3 separate regions of the Zea mays genome follow, and regions 1 and 2 are each linked to region 3. Evidence: chromatin contacts called from public Hi-C data. All regions are on one chromosome and are shown on one strand. The core of a region is the stretch at or near the end of the contact, and the rest is flanking DNA. Distances in the headings are between cores, read along the strand shown.

The links. Hi-C and Micro-C count contacts between places; a contact is called where the count stands out from the background.
Region 1: a contact with region 3 is called in a Hi-C map of ear, with 2.1 times the contacts expected there. The contact joins the promoter of LOC100286100 here to the promoter of LOC103632778 in region 3. A contact is called at or near these places in 2 of 25 Hi-C or Micro-C datasets (ear and tassel).
Region 2: a contact with region 3 is called in a Hi-C map of ear, with 2.8 times the contacts expected there. The contact joins the promoter of LOC100191895 here to the promoter of LOC103632778 in region 3. A contact is called at or near these places in 3 of 25 Hi-C or Micro-C datasets (ear and tassel).

Annotation. Positions count from the first base shown.
Region 1 is chr7:122,934,343-122,939,199 of Zm-B73-REFERENCE-NAM-5.0, reverse strand. LOC100286100 (tsi1-interacting protein TSIP1) reads right to left here and starts at 1,478. Exons shown (of 3, transcript NM_001158988.2): 1 at 1,142-1,478. The coding sequence starts at 1,363. It overlaps LOC111589723 (a long non-coding RNA gene), which reads left to right. Exons shown (of 2, transcript XR_002748811.2): 2 at 1-350.
Region 2 is chr7:122,846,895-122,851,315 of Zm-B73-REFERENCE-NAM-5.0, reverse strand. LOC100191895 (Eukaryotic aspartyl protease family protein) reads right to left here and starts at 1,266. Exons shown (of 2, transcript NM_001137319.1): 1 at 1,010-1,266; 2 at 1-350. The coding sequence starts at 1,193. LOC111589721 (a long non-coding RNA gene) reads right to left here and starts at 998. Exons shown (of 2, transcript XR_002748809.1): 1 at 880-998; 2 at 484-786.
Region 3 is chr7:122,702,078-122,706,569 of Zm-B73-REFERENCE-NAM-5.0, reverse strand. It overlaps LOC103632778 (putative leucine-rich repeat receptor-like serine/threonine-protein kinase At2g24130), which reads right to left and starts at 1,847. Exons shown (of 2, transcript XM_008654511.2): 1 at 1-1,847. The coding sequence starts at 1,499.

The sequences.
Region 1 (4,857 bases), core at 229-2,728, 230 kb before region 3:
TGTAGTTATTCTTGTTGACTGGGAAGTTTGGAAGCACAAGAATGCTGCTGTTGTTTGAAGGAACTTCTCTGAATGTCCAGTTTGTTCTTCAAATGATAGAAGAGGGATGCCAAATGTGGCATTTGCCGGTGCTTCTGCTCTTCGGGAGCTCATCCTGAGGTCGCTTGCTCTATACGGGGCCCCATAGTTTGGGTTATATGTCTGAATGTATGCACTCAATGCTATGGGGCCATTTGAACCAACAGTGACTTGTACTGGATTATGAGTCCAACATCTACATATACTAGTACAATGTCCGTGCATTGCGACAACACACAATCTTATTATTGTTATATTATGCATGATTAACACTGTAAATTGTATATACTTTTTTGACTGAAACATTGAGTAGATAGCCACCTTAGGATCAACTATTTAATTTGTACCAAAACCAACCTCACCAAAAGTTAGCCCATCGCCGAGGAACGTCGTGCCCGACCTGCCGTATAGGCCTCACCCATCGTCGAGAAAGAGACAGGGAGAGGAATATGCGTACCAGGGCCCACCCAACCGGTGCACGACCCGCCATATAGGCCTTGCCTGTCGTCGAGGAACGTCGTCCCCGCGTGAGTAAGTTAGATGCAGGGGAGTCATGTTAGTTGGGCGCAAGAGATGAGGGGAATCTCCGTAGATGACCACATGTTAGATTAGAAAGAAGTATAATGACTCTTTTGCAAAAGGGGCGATAGTAGGAACCAGAAAAATTGGTGTTTTATAGGAGTAGATACTGTTTCTGGTATCTTCTACCTGTGGCGCTGGAATGGATGTTTGGACATTGAATCATCATGGTAACAGCATTTTGTCATCTCTAACTGAAATTTTCCAGATTAGGGTATTGAATTCAGTTGATCATCGCGCGAAATCGCCACAGAAATCCCATTTGACATACAAGTCCGAAGCCCCAAACTCTGATACGGTGTTCACTGTTGAAGCATACACCTTACACAAAGGGAAAAAAAACCTAGCCACGCGCCTACACCCACAACTACGGAACAATCCTAAAACGACAACAACTAAACACGTCGCATAACGGGCCAATCGAACAAACAAACAAACAAAAATCCCGGAAGTAGAGCGATTAGGGGGAAGGGGGGAGGGGGACCTGGGAGATTAGCCAGGCGCGCTCTATACGCTTGGTGAAGTCGGATGAGCTCCCGGGTGAGTCGACGGTGGAGGCCATGGGAGCGAGGAGCCGGCGCCTTGGAGTCCGCCGAGAAGAGCCAGTGAAAGGCTTCCGGAGGCTTCCAGGAGGGGTGGGGCGACGGGGGCATGGGGTGAAGGCTGCCCCGTGGGCCCCGCAGATGGTCGCCGCCGGCGTCTGCATCGCACGGAGGGACTCCTCCGGCGCTTCGCTTCGGGTAGGAGAGAGGCGGGGCGGCAGGAGGCAGGGTATCGTGGGCCTCCTGTTCCCACTGGGTCCACTGGTTCGATCGATCGCGCTAGGCTGTCCGCACTCATGGACGGTAAAATCCCCTTATACCCTTTAGCGTGCACTCGCAGCCTGCAGCAACCGACGCTACACTCTACTGCATCAATGCCGAGGCAGCCTCAAACTCCAGATATAGCGCTCAACTGTGGGACGGCTGCAGGTGTGAGGCGGGTCCAGCATAGGTATAGTGTGTATAAAAAAAATTGAAAAAAGAATATAATATATGGTAGTTAGTATAGGGTTGAGATATAGCGTAAACATGGCTGCGGAGATTTATGGTATAGAGTAAAGAAGTTTGCTGACAAGGACGGAATGTTTTTTTAAAGTAGAAATTTAGAGTTATATGAGTGCGGATAGCCTAACACCAGTCCTGTTCCTTAGGCAGTTTGAGCATCAGCTGCTCTGCTGCTGTGGGCCTGTGGCTGTGGCTGTGCTAGTGCCCTAGTCCCTTTACAAAGATATTTTAACACTTTTTTATACGTAATGTATATATATACATATGTATAGTAAAAAAACTATAAGCTAAAATATTTTATAATTTAGAACAGCTGCACGCAGCAACGACTAAGACTATCGTGCGGTTTGGTTTGGTCTTTTTGTCCGTTATCGATTCATGGAGTAAATTAATTACGTTGTTTCGTGTTTGGTTAGAACATTTTGTATTGGTTCACAGAGCTATAGCATTGGTTGATAGGTGGTATGTAACTCCGTTCTATCACGACGTCTTACTATCACGACGACTCGACCGATTCTGCTTCATATTGATTTAGATGATTTTCACCAAAAACAGTTTTTATATAAATAGACTGAAACGCTAAGTGATTAGTAGTCCGCAACAACTTCTAATGACTAGAATCTGAATGTAAATTATTGGACCAACGGCCATCTGCGAGTAGCTCATCGTTGGCTTGTGGTGTCTATTCCTGTTGAGATCGGAAAGGGTTGGGTCGACTTATCTTGTTCGTCTGCTTCTGCATTGCATTTTTGCGTCCACCGGCGCCGGTTCTTTCGTTCGCCCAGCGGAGCGGAGCGGACCGGGTGGCCACCGGATCCATGCGCCTCCTCACAATGACAGACAGTGACAGTGACACACAGGCTGCCCAACTGTCAAATTAAATGATGTGACGGCCAGCTAGGCCGCGCGTGCCCGTGATTTGTCAGCGACGATCACCGTGGTGCCAATGCGAGCCATGGGGTGCGGCGGCGCATGCCATGGCATCCAAAAGACCGCAGGCTAAAAGAGAAAGAACGGAGTATCTTTTTGGATGAAAGAGAAAAAAAAAGCAGCAAATCTGATAAATAACATACACAGTGTGGGTCATGTGACTTGTGATGGCTATGGTCGAACTGAAGCCAAGGTTGCTTTCACGTTGAACGTTCGATTCCATGGCCGCCGTCAATCTTGATGATAGTGTACATGACATGAATCACAGGGCAAAAAGCATAAATAAATAAATAAATAAATAAAATAATAGTACTGGTCAATTGGTCCCCGTTCGACTGTTGTACATGCATGTACGATAAGCTTATACTCCCTCCAACCTAAATTTCATGCTACTTCTCTCTCGTTGCTTTGGCAATTAAAGTCAACCTTAAATCCCTATTCTTTTCTTCCAAAAAAAATAGACTATAAATGTGTATAGTCACGTGTATATAATTGCTTGGCCGGCATAAATTGAAATTGACGAAATCAGCACAACCACAATCTTCTAGCGCTACTTGTGGACCACGCGTCTTCTCCTGTGAATGAATTCGGGTTTGGATACGGTATGGATATGAAATTGGACCACGCGCGCGCTGATAGGGCTGAAATCTAGCGCTAGCGCTCGTCACGCACTCAGCACAGGTCAGCCAAATATGTTGGCGGGCCGGTGCCGACCAGGTTAGCCTTCTCGTTTTTTTACCCGTTTTTCGCCGAACGGCGAAAATGCAAAATAACTGAATTTCGCTCGGATTTCGTATTTTCTGTTCGGTTTACGTTTTCAAATTTGAATTTACGTTTTCGAATTTGAATCTACCAGATTTCGCTATTTCTCAGCGGGATTCACCGTTTCTCGGGCGATTTTTTTCGCTACCTATTCGTCCAGTTTTCAAAAAAAAAATAAAAATTGATAAGATATATTTATAAATTGTTCAAATTACGCTGCACAATGAATAATCAAATATTCACAAATAATTTGATGTCCAAAAACACGTAAATACATACATATGCAAATATAAAACCACAATTTAAGTGCAGCACACATCAATTAGAAGGTTACGGTCGTGTCATACAAGTATATATAAAGCTTTTCATAACACAATAGTGTCAATAAAGTACATATAAAGTTTCTTAGAACACAATTTTTCACACTAGTTGAATGCTAATGCATCCATATATTCAGCTGGAGGTATGTTCGAAGCCTTTACCTGCGCTTGGGCCGAATTCTTACCTGGCAGGCCCAACCCTCCTGGCACTGCTCGACCCAACTCATCTCCACAATAACCAGCCCACGAGCAAACTAGCACCAACCGGCGGGCCCCTTCCGCCAGTCTATCAGCTGTGGGCGTCTGCTTCTCGCATCTGTGCCTACAGGAGGACCCCACTAGACATTCACACACCTTCACGCACAAGCGCGTGCGGGTGCGGACTCATCCTGGTGCCGTTGTTGCGGGCCCCCGCTCAACCAGCCTCCCCTCTTTTTCCGAAATCCACACGCTCTCACGTATCACTACCGCGTGGGACCGACATGTCAGCTTCCCTTCATCGCGACGAGCTCCACGAGCAAATAACTCACTAAGAATCTGAGGCCATTGCGATTGGGATCTCTCCACCGTGGCACTATAAAATGTGAACCCCTACGACCCCTCTTCCCATCAGCTAGCCTTCCATCATAGGCGAGAAACCGAGGGTAGAGAGCATCCTCATCGGAGCAGGGGGAGAAGATGAAGCCGCCACCGTCGATCTACCCCATTGGCGACCCTCCAACCCCAGCAGGTGGTCCAGGAGCATTGCGTGATCCCGCCAAACGTGGATGTGGCCTCACCTGACAAGATCATCGATGGGGGGGACAATTGGTCACCGGAGTTCGGGGACCCCACGGATCCGCCTCGCGCTATGAATAGGGTGTTTGTCGCCTCTGATTCTGGTAAGAGACTCTCCCAGCCTGTTTGACCTGCCCTTCCCTTCGCGTAGCACCTGTTATTCTCATATTTTTGGGTGTGGGAGCACGACATCACTTTCTTCGGCGAGTTCCCCGTCGTGGGCATGCAGCGCCACCAGCGGGGAGAGAAGGCCTATGGATCACCGAGCTAGTAAACGACGAATGTGATTAGATCAAATACTTACCTCTTCGGCCGTGATCCCTGAGCCCTCGTATCAGGATCTGACGGTTCAAACCATGCACAGG
Region 2 (4,421 bases), core at 17-2,516, 150 kb before region 3:
CTGGTCGTGGCACGACTCGCACGGCGCGCACTGCACCCACGTCAGCTCGCTGGCCGTGTCCACGATCACCGTCGCCTCGCCGCCGCCCAGCCCCACGGTGGCCACGTAGTTCAGCGTCCGGAGCCTCGCGCCCGAGCTGACGGGCACCTGCGCCTTGGACGCCGTCACCGCCACCTCGGCCGACGAGCTGGTCGTCGTCAGCCGGTAGTGCTCTATGCGCCCTTGCAGCGACGAGACGCGCGCGGCGTCGGTGGACAGGAGAGCGTCCGCCTCCTCCTCCCTGCTGTTGGCCGGCGCAGGGCTGAAGCTGTGGTGCCTCAGCTCGAGCACCGTGGCGCCACCCACCGCCCCTGAACATCGCAAGCAAACCGGGAGTCAGCGGACTGGACACCTCTTCTCTTTCTCCCCCTTTCTCTCACTCTTTCTACGCTTGAGCAAGCAGCTCAAAAATCTGTGATGGTGTCACCACCCACCACATGGAAATTTAGTAATTTACTATTCTTATAGTTGTTTATGTAACCCATCCACATTGAAAAGTACTTGGGACGTGCTACTTCTGGCAGTGGCAGAGCCCTGACCCCGAAAAACTGAAAAAACACCATGGAAATCGCATCGCCATTCCTCCTGCAGCCCTACCATTTCCATGGCAAGACGAGCGCGTGTTGCTTTCCATTTAAGCTCTTTTCTTCTTCTTCTCTCCTTCTTCTTCTGACATTATTAGCGCTTGCACGATTTCCAAATACAACCCATTTGCAGAACGGAAGCGAGCAGGGAGAATCTGTGACGCTTCACCGAGAAGAGAAAACAATCTATGGTTATGAACAGAGGCAGATTATTGCCATTGCTGCTGGTTGGGGACAGAAGCATGTGCGTACGTACGTTGGGACGGACTAGCTGAATCTTTCTGGTGTCCCACCCACCCGGCCCCAACCCTCCTCTTCTTCCATCCAAGAACACCGGAGAAACGGGGCGGGGAGACGGAACGCGGGTGATGAGGGAAGGAACTTACTCGACCTCAGGTGGTGCCGCCTCTGCCTCCCTTGCAAGGCTCTCCTGCTCAGGTGGTGCCGCCTCCCCTCCTCAAGGTCAAGGTCAAGGCAATGCACGCCGCCATTACCACCTGCTGCGGCGGCGGCGAGGAGGAGGAGCAGCAGGAGAGCAGCTGCCACAGCAGTGCAAGCTCCCCATGCCATCACTCGCTCGGCTAGCTTGGCTCCAGCTCACTCACTCACGGGAGGGAGGGAGAAGAGGAGAGAGAGAGAGAGGTCAGGATGGGAGGAGGAGGAGGGTGAAAGATTCTCGGTGGCGTGAGCAAGTGATAGGTGAGGTAGGCTTGTTGCGGCGCATGGGAACAAAGGCGCAGCAGCTGGCGGCTGGCCGTCGGGTCGGGGGTGGGGTGTGGTGGTGTACTCGCTTCGCTCTCGCTGTGGCCTGTGGCTGTGGGTGAGGAGAGGAATTATTGGGGGGGCTTCACATGCATGTCCTCTTGCTTGGCCGCAGCACCAGACAGTGCTCACAGCGCAGCGCGCACACACACGCACGCTCCCCAGACCTTCTCTCTCATCTCATCTCATCTCTGATCTCTCACTCCTAGCACACCTCCGTTTTCTCTCTCTGACTCTCTGAGCCGGCCGGACCCTCGCTGCTGACACGTTTCTTTATTACCACCACTACTACTACCAACGTACTAGCAGTAGATCGTCCAAAAAAAAACGTACTAGCAGTAGACATGGAGGAGGGACGTGTATCTTGTGGTGAGGAAAAAGAGGCGGGGAGGAGTTTAGTCATCAGAGTGCGTGGGTGGACGCATTGAAAACCGGGCGTAAGTGGCATTAATGTCTGCGGCAGGGCAAGGCGCGCGCGGGGGTGGTGGTCAGCGACGCAGCCTTGTCCGGCGCACACTGTAGCTAGCACGGAGAAGAAGATGCCAAGAGGAAGGCGGAGGAAGACGACCCAGGCCGTGGCGTTGCACTGCACTGCAGTACTGGGAGTAGGATTGATACGCGCGGCGCGTAGGAGTAATTGGGTTCCGAACAAACAAGCAAACGGATCGAACAGTGCGTGGCGAGAGCGAGACGACCTCGATCGAGCACATGTGATGCTCTGGAGTCACGCCTGGTGAAGTTGCAACTGGCGGAGTAATGGGGGGATCGTCGGGACTAGTCGCTTAGTCACGCCTGGAGTACTTGATTCCGGTGGTAAATACAAATATGTTATAGAGGTGGCATCATGTCGATGGCTCTCTCTATATATAACTAAACTTTTAGTTGGCTATATATATAGCATAAAAATAATATAAAACTCGCTATAGGCTATATTATTAACCTTGCTCTTAAAATGAAAGGAAGATAGGACCATAGACGAAACATTGTCATCGTAGTAATCTTCAACCCCTCCATCATCACTATCAGCTTCGATTTTCTTCGATTCTCGTTCCCTTCGATTTTTGTTCCGAGGGGGTGGCCCTACGTTAGTCGAGCAAACAAAAAAGGAGAGGTATTAGCGGGACCATATCTATTGGAAGGACGTAAATGTTTTGACAAGGGACAAGTTATCCAGTGTTTTCTGAGGATGGTCAGTCAAGTTATTGACTTCTCCTCAGCCCCCGCTTCTCGATCCATGGGGTCGTCGTCCCTGGGTCGGGGACAATACAAAGGAATGGCTACAAATGTCGAGACTTTGTTAAGGGTAGAATTGTCGTAGTCGCTTGATATTCCACACGTTGGTGAGCGTCCTGTCTTTCTCGTCCTTTAGCTTGTAGGTACCCGACCAAAGTACCTCTCCAATTATAAACAACCCCTCCCGGGGCGAAGACAGCTTGTACTGATCTTTGTTGCTTTGTACCCGTTGAAGTACAAGGTAACTCTCTTAGCTTACCTGTAAGGGACCCTACGTTCCAATTGCCTACATGGATTATAGTCTGCTCAACTAGCTTCCTTACCCCTCGCACCTATTGAGACAAATACGAAGACCCTTACACATTTGTCACTACACCTGATGTAGCGCGCCACTAAGGAAGCGACGACTCGATCCTTGCCCACTTGACGCCGCATCTAGATCACGACACGACACACGACCCTTGCCCATTTAAAACCATACCCAAGTTCCGATATGGCATGTCGCTGAGAGGGTTACACCCCAACGGTTTTCTATTGAATTTCATCTCCATTTGAGTGGCTAAGTTTTTTTATAGCTGGCTCGTCACGCCTGACGCAACCATCCTCCTCGTACCTACATTTGGGACCAGGCTATGCTGCGCCAACATATGATGAGACAACATAGGCGGAGTTACTTACATTCTACTAAAGGAAACAGGTGACGCCTAAGAGGGGTCAATTAGGACTTCTAAAACTTTCTCTAAACTAGGCCACAAATAAATCCCTATAGCAAAACCTACGCAAATAATCAAACTAGAATGTGCAAACTAAGCATTGTCTAAGTGTTGCTATCTCTACCGCAATGTCTAAGTTTCAATCCTAAACAATCTAAGTATAAAAACAAGATTGAAACTTTGCTTAATATAAATACGGAAGCTAAAGAGCAGAGTAGAGATGCAAACTCTCGTGGATGATGCCGGTATGTTTACCGAGGTATCCGGAACCACGCAAGGTCCCAACTAATCATCGTTGGTGCCCCTACGTAAAGGGAAGCCCACACGAGGGCCAAGCACCATGGTCGAGTAACTCCGTAGAGAGCCGCGGGCCTTCTCCATGCACAAGTGGTGCTCCGCTTTCGGCTCCTCTCGAACGCTCCCCGCCGTCTCCACTATCAAGTTTCCGGCCAAAACGCCGCGGGCCTCGTTCCCTCCGGGACACGGTGGTGGCCGTGACACAAATGCGGTTGTCATGGTCTCGCAATACTCTCACCCCACTCGGTACAATTACAATGGCTCGCGCAAGAGCCGAGGGGTTGTGTGGTTTTTCTAAACTCACTCAACTAACTAGGATTCACCTAGAGCAAGCGCTAAAGCGGTCTAACTAACCTAAGCACTTCGCAAAGCATCTACGCTAATCACCGAGTGATTCTATTAAGCACTTGGGTGTCTGAGCACTTGGAAATGTCTAATATATGCCTTGGTATGTTGCTTGGGCTCCCACATCTTGGAATGGTCGGTTGAGGTGGTATTTATAGGCCCCAACACAAAACTAGCCGTTGGAGAAAAGCTGCTGCTCTCTGCGACACAACAGACAATCCGGTGGGGTCACCGGACAGTCCGGTGCGCCTAGCCGTTGGATCTGACACCGCAGGTGACCGTTGGCACTACAGGCTTTTACACCGGACAGTCCGGACGTCACACTAGATAGTTCGATGGCTTCTCTTCACCAGTGCCACCTGATACTAGTTGTTGGACTACTGTTTCTCTGGTGCACTGGACAGTCCGGTGTGCCACCGGACAGTCCAGTGCTCTCAGCCGGACAGTC
Region 3 (4,492 bases), core at 598-3,097:
ATTTCGCCTGTCAAGGCGTTGTTGGACAGCACGAGCCGTTCCAGTCTCTTTAGCCGGCAGAGGGACGTTGGGATCGTCCCGTTCAGCAAATTGCTCGACAGGTTCAACCACATCATGTTGATAATGTCCCCTATAGACGCCGGGATTGGGCCCTCGATGGCGTTCAGCTCCAGGTTGAGGTGCCCCGTGTTCATCGGGAGCAGCGATCCCAGCCGCCATGGCAGCTGCCCACGCATCCCCACAGCGCCGGCCTCCACCTCCTGTAAGAGCGTGCAGTTGGACAGCGCGACGAAGAACGGCTCCAGGTTGCTGTTGTTGTCGTGGCTCAGGAAACGGTTGTTCGACAAATGCAGGTACGTGAGCTCCTGATTGCCCGAGATGATACTTGTGGGCAGCTCGTCGTCCAGCAAGTTGTTCTCCACATCCAGCGTCATCAGTTGGGTGCAGTTGGCGAGCCACCGTGGAAGCGTCCCGTTCAGATTGTTGGAGTAGAGATTGATGACGACGAACAGGCAGCGGGCGCTCGAGATGGCGCGGGGGATTTCGCCAGAAAGATTGTTGTCGCCGACGTCGAGGAGGGCCAACTGTGTGCAGTTCAGCAAGATAGCCGGTGGGATGGTCCCGGACAGGTCGTTTTGCTCGAGCCCGAGATAGAACATGGCCGTCAGCTCGGAGAGGGAAGGCGGTATTCCGCCGTGGAGTTGGTTACCGCGGAGGTGAATCGCGCCAAGGTCCCGGATGTTGGAGAGCTCGGCTGGAATCTGCCCCGTCAGCTGGTTGCCGGACATCTCAAGCTCCAGGAGGCTTGTCAGGTTGCAGATGGCCAGAGGGATCCCTCCAGAGACGTTGTTGTTCTGCATGTACAGGTACTCGAGGCGAGTCAGGTTGCCGATGGACAGAGGAATGGCGCCGGAGATGTTGTTGTCGGAGACGTTGAGGCTCTGGAGCTGCTCCCCAATCAGGCTGCCGAGGGCCAGCGGGATGTCACCGGAGATGAGGTTGTAGGAGACGTCGACGTTCCGGAGCATCCGGAGTGGTAACAGGCTGCTGAAGATCGAAGGGATGGTGTCGGAGATATCGTTGTTGTTCAAGAAGAGGCTCTCCAGCCGCGTGAGGTTGGCGACGGACGCCGGTACCTGGCCAGATATTTTGTTGTTGGACAGGTCGAGGATCCGGAGGTGCGAGAGCTCGCCAATGACCGGTGGGATGGCGCCGGCGATGCCCACGTTGGCGAGAGAGAGCCCGACAACGTGCCCTTGCCGCCAGTCGCAGGTGACGCCGGTGAAGCCGCAGACGTGGGCGTTGGACTCGTTCCAGTCCGCCAAGGCCGCTGCCGATGGCAGCCTGAGCCCCTGCTTCAGGGCCAGCAGAGTCGCCTTCTCCTGCAGCAGGGCCTGTCGCTTCTGCCGCCCCGGTACGTCGCCGGCCGACGTCGACGCGGCGAGGAAGAGGACGACAAGGATTAGCATCAGGAGGAGAATGGCCGTGCGGGCCCTCATCCTCTCCTCGTCGGATGGCACCGGTGCAGTACTAGTAACCACCAGGGGATGGCGATGATCGGACCTATTGGCTAGCTAGATTGCACCTAAACCACTACTACATGACAGTGGCATCTGTCTAGCTCGATCGAGCTTGTTATGCGACGAACAACCAGAGTGAGCTGCACCTGCTTGAGAGTTGAGAGCGAAGCATGGAAGCTGCAACAGGTCTGCAGGGATGGGGATGGTTGTGGAATGGCTATGCCTATGCCCTGCCTTCCGTTGGTTGGAGCTTGGAACGGCCTAGTGGACGCTGGAGACGTCGTCCGCGATGCCATGATTGCGCGGCGCACGACGCAGGTCTTTTCTACCCGGTTTGTGCATGATGAGTAGGTTGGGGGGCGCGCGAGCCACTGAGCCAGTTGAGGGGACGGCGGGGAGCGTGTGTGTGCGCGGCCGCGCCCATGAGACAGCGACGGTGGCGAAAGTGACTGGTTTGGCAGCGGTGGTAGGCTCCGGCGACTCGGCGAGCACAGCGCAGGAGATTGTGGGGAAGGATGACAACAGGGCTGTGCACTTCGTTTCAGGTTTGCTGCCGCACTCAGCGCGAATGCCAGTAGGTCAACGCATGCACGGCCCTGAAGTGGTGCCTGCTAAGCAAATCCTAAGTGGCCTAGGCAACACCGCAACATAATTTGTTTCTCTAAAACAGTTTGGTTGAACACAATGAAATTAACAACTCGGCTAGCAAATAAAACAAACCCACAGTTTTTTTAGGAAACCCCAAGAATTTGAAACACCGAATTAGGCCCCGTTTCAATCTCACGGGATAAACTTTAGCTTCCTACTAAACTTTAGCTATATGAATTGAAGTGCTAAAGTTTAGCTTCAATTACCACCATTAGCTCTCATGTTTAGATTACAAATGACTAAAAGTAGCTAAAAAAAGCTGCTAAAGTTTATCTCGCGAGATTGGAACAGGGCCTTAGTAAAGTTATGAAAGTTGGAAGAAAAAACATCGATGAGTATGATAGCATCAAGCATCCAAACATACTGAATTCCACTTCAAACAATGACATTTGCCGGAGGAAACAAAAAAACAGAGAGATATTTTTCAGGGAATCGGGAGAGGATAATAATAAGCATTCAAATCTGTATTTTCGGTTTCTCTTGTATATTCAAAGTTCGAGTTGAATATTCAGAAGGATGCTACGTGTGTTGAGAAAATTTTTCTACCTATTTGCATGGCATTTTTTAAGGCTGACAGTGAATGTATTGGCTGGCTTTTAAGCTAATCACCAAACAAACCATAGGGCCAAATGCACGGCGCGCGGGGTCCTTTCTGCGTAAGCATGGACCGTCCGCGACTGTGCAAAGCGCTTTGGTCTTCCTTGCAGATGCGTGGACTGTCCGCATATGAGCAACGGACCATTCACGAGACGCGTCCGCATATGAGCAACGGACCATTCACGAGACGCGAATAGGGTTTCGTAAATCTCCTGCAAAAACTAGATCTTGCCCTCATGAAAGGATCCCATCAAGAGAGAAAAACAGATCTTATGGTTGTCTTGGAATCGACAGACCATCCAAGACGTCTCTAAAGTATGTTGAGCCGAGGAGAGGTGGGGATTCAGCACTTATAGGGTGTTTGATTTGAGAAAAACTAGTACATCATCTTCTCACTCCTCACTTTTTGTTTGGTTTGTGGAATGAAATGAGTTGATCAATCACCACATCATTCCTTATAGTTCTGACCTTTTGCCAAATATAATCTCAGATAAGCTACTCTTGAGAAGATTATGAGATTATCATAATATGAACTTTAGATTATATAATCTGAATCTATAATATAAATGTTTGTTTTTTTGACAGAGGGGATAACCCCCTATTTCATTACGAAATAGAAAGATACACAAGTTCTTACAAGAACCAAGAGCCAACCAGAATTTAAAAGTCGATAAGATACATTACTATCAGCTACGACAGAACTAAACTTGCACGAACCAAACTGCCAGAAGCAGCCCAGAAACAGCACATATCAGACCCAAGACATAGATCCCATAGATCAAACTAGAGAAACACGAAACTAAACAAGTTCAACCCCTACATAGCATAAAGTTTTTCAGCAACCTGAAGCTACCGAGGCGAGGGGGAATAACAGTAAACATAAAGCTGATGAGCCAAAATAGCCAAACACAACAGACTCTTCATTGGATCCGTCTGTCGATTGGCTTCCAACCACGAGTCTTGTTGTAGATCTCACACGCCATCTTTCTGATTTTGAGGCTTCCTTGTTCCACCAAATTTATTTCCTTCTTTTTCTGACGGATAGCCCAAGTATCAAGCCAATAGCAACAGGAAAAAATCACATTAGCCAGATCATTAATTCTGTCAGTTCCAAAACAACAATCATTGCGACATCTCCATATCACCCAAATGACAGCACCACAGCCAAATAGAACCAGGTTCTTGTCAGTATTATTAAAACTATCAATCCAAGAGCCAAACATATCATCCACACTGATGGGGATAGAAGTTAAACCAAGAGCCGAGTAGACAATTCTCTAGGTAAATCTAGCAACTGAGCACTGAAAAAACAGATGATCTATGGATTCTGAAAATCCACAAAAAATACAATCCAGATTGCCCCTCCAATTTTTTTTAAACAAGTTATCCTTGGTCAAAATCTTTTTATGTCTAACAAGCCACAAAAAAACTTTGATTTTATATGGGAGTCTATTTTTCCACAAGAAACTAGAAGGCACAGGAATCTGAGCACTTTTAATATTTTTGTAGAAAGAATTGACAGAAAAACCTTTATTTCCCAAAAGCCAAACTGATTTATCCTCCTCAGAGATAGTAATACTATCACATTGTGTAATAAGGCGATTATATTCATCTTCCAAAGCACCATAGATCCTTCTCCTAAAATTCACAGCTCTAAACTCAGAAGAAAAGGCTTTTGCCACTGTGATATTCTTGTCATAAGCAATATCAAACAGACAAGGATATTT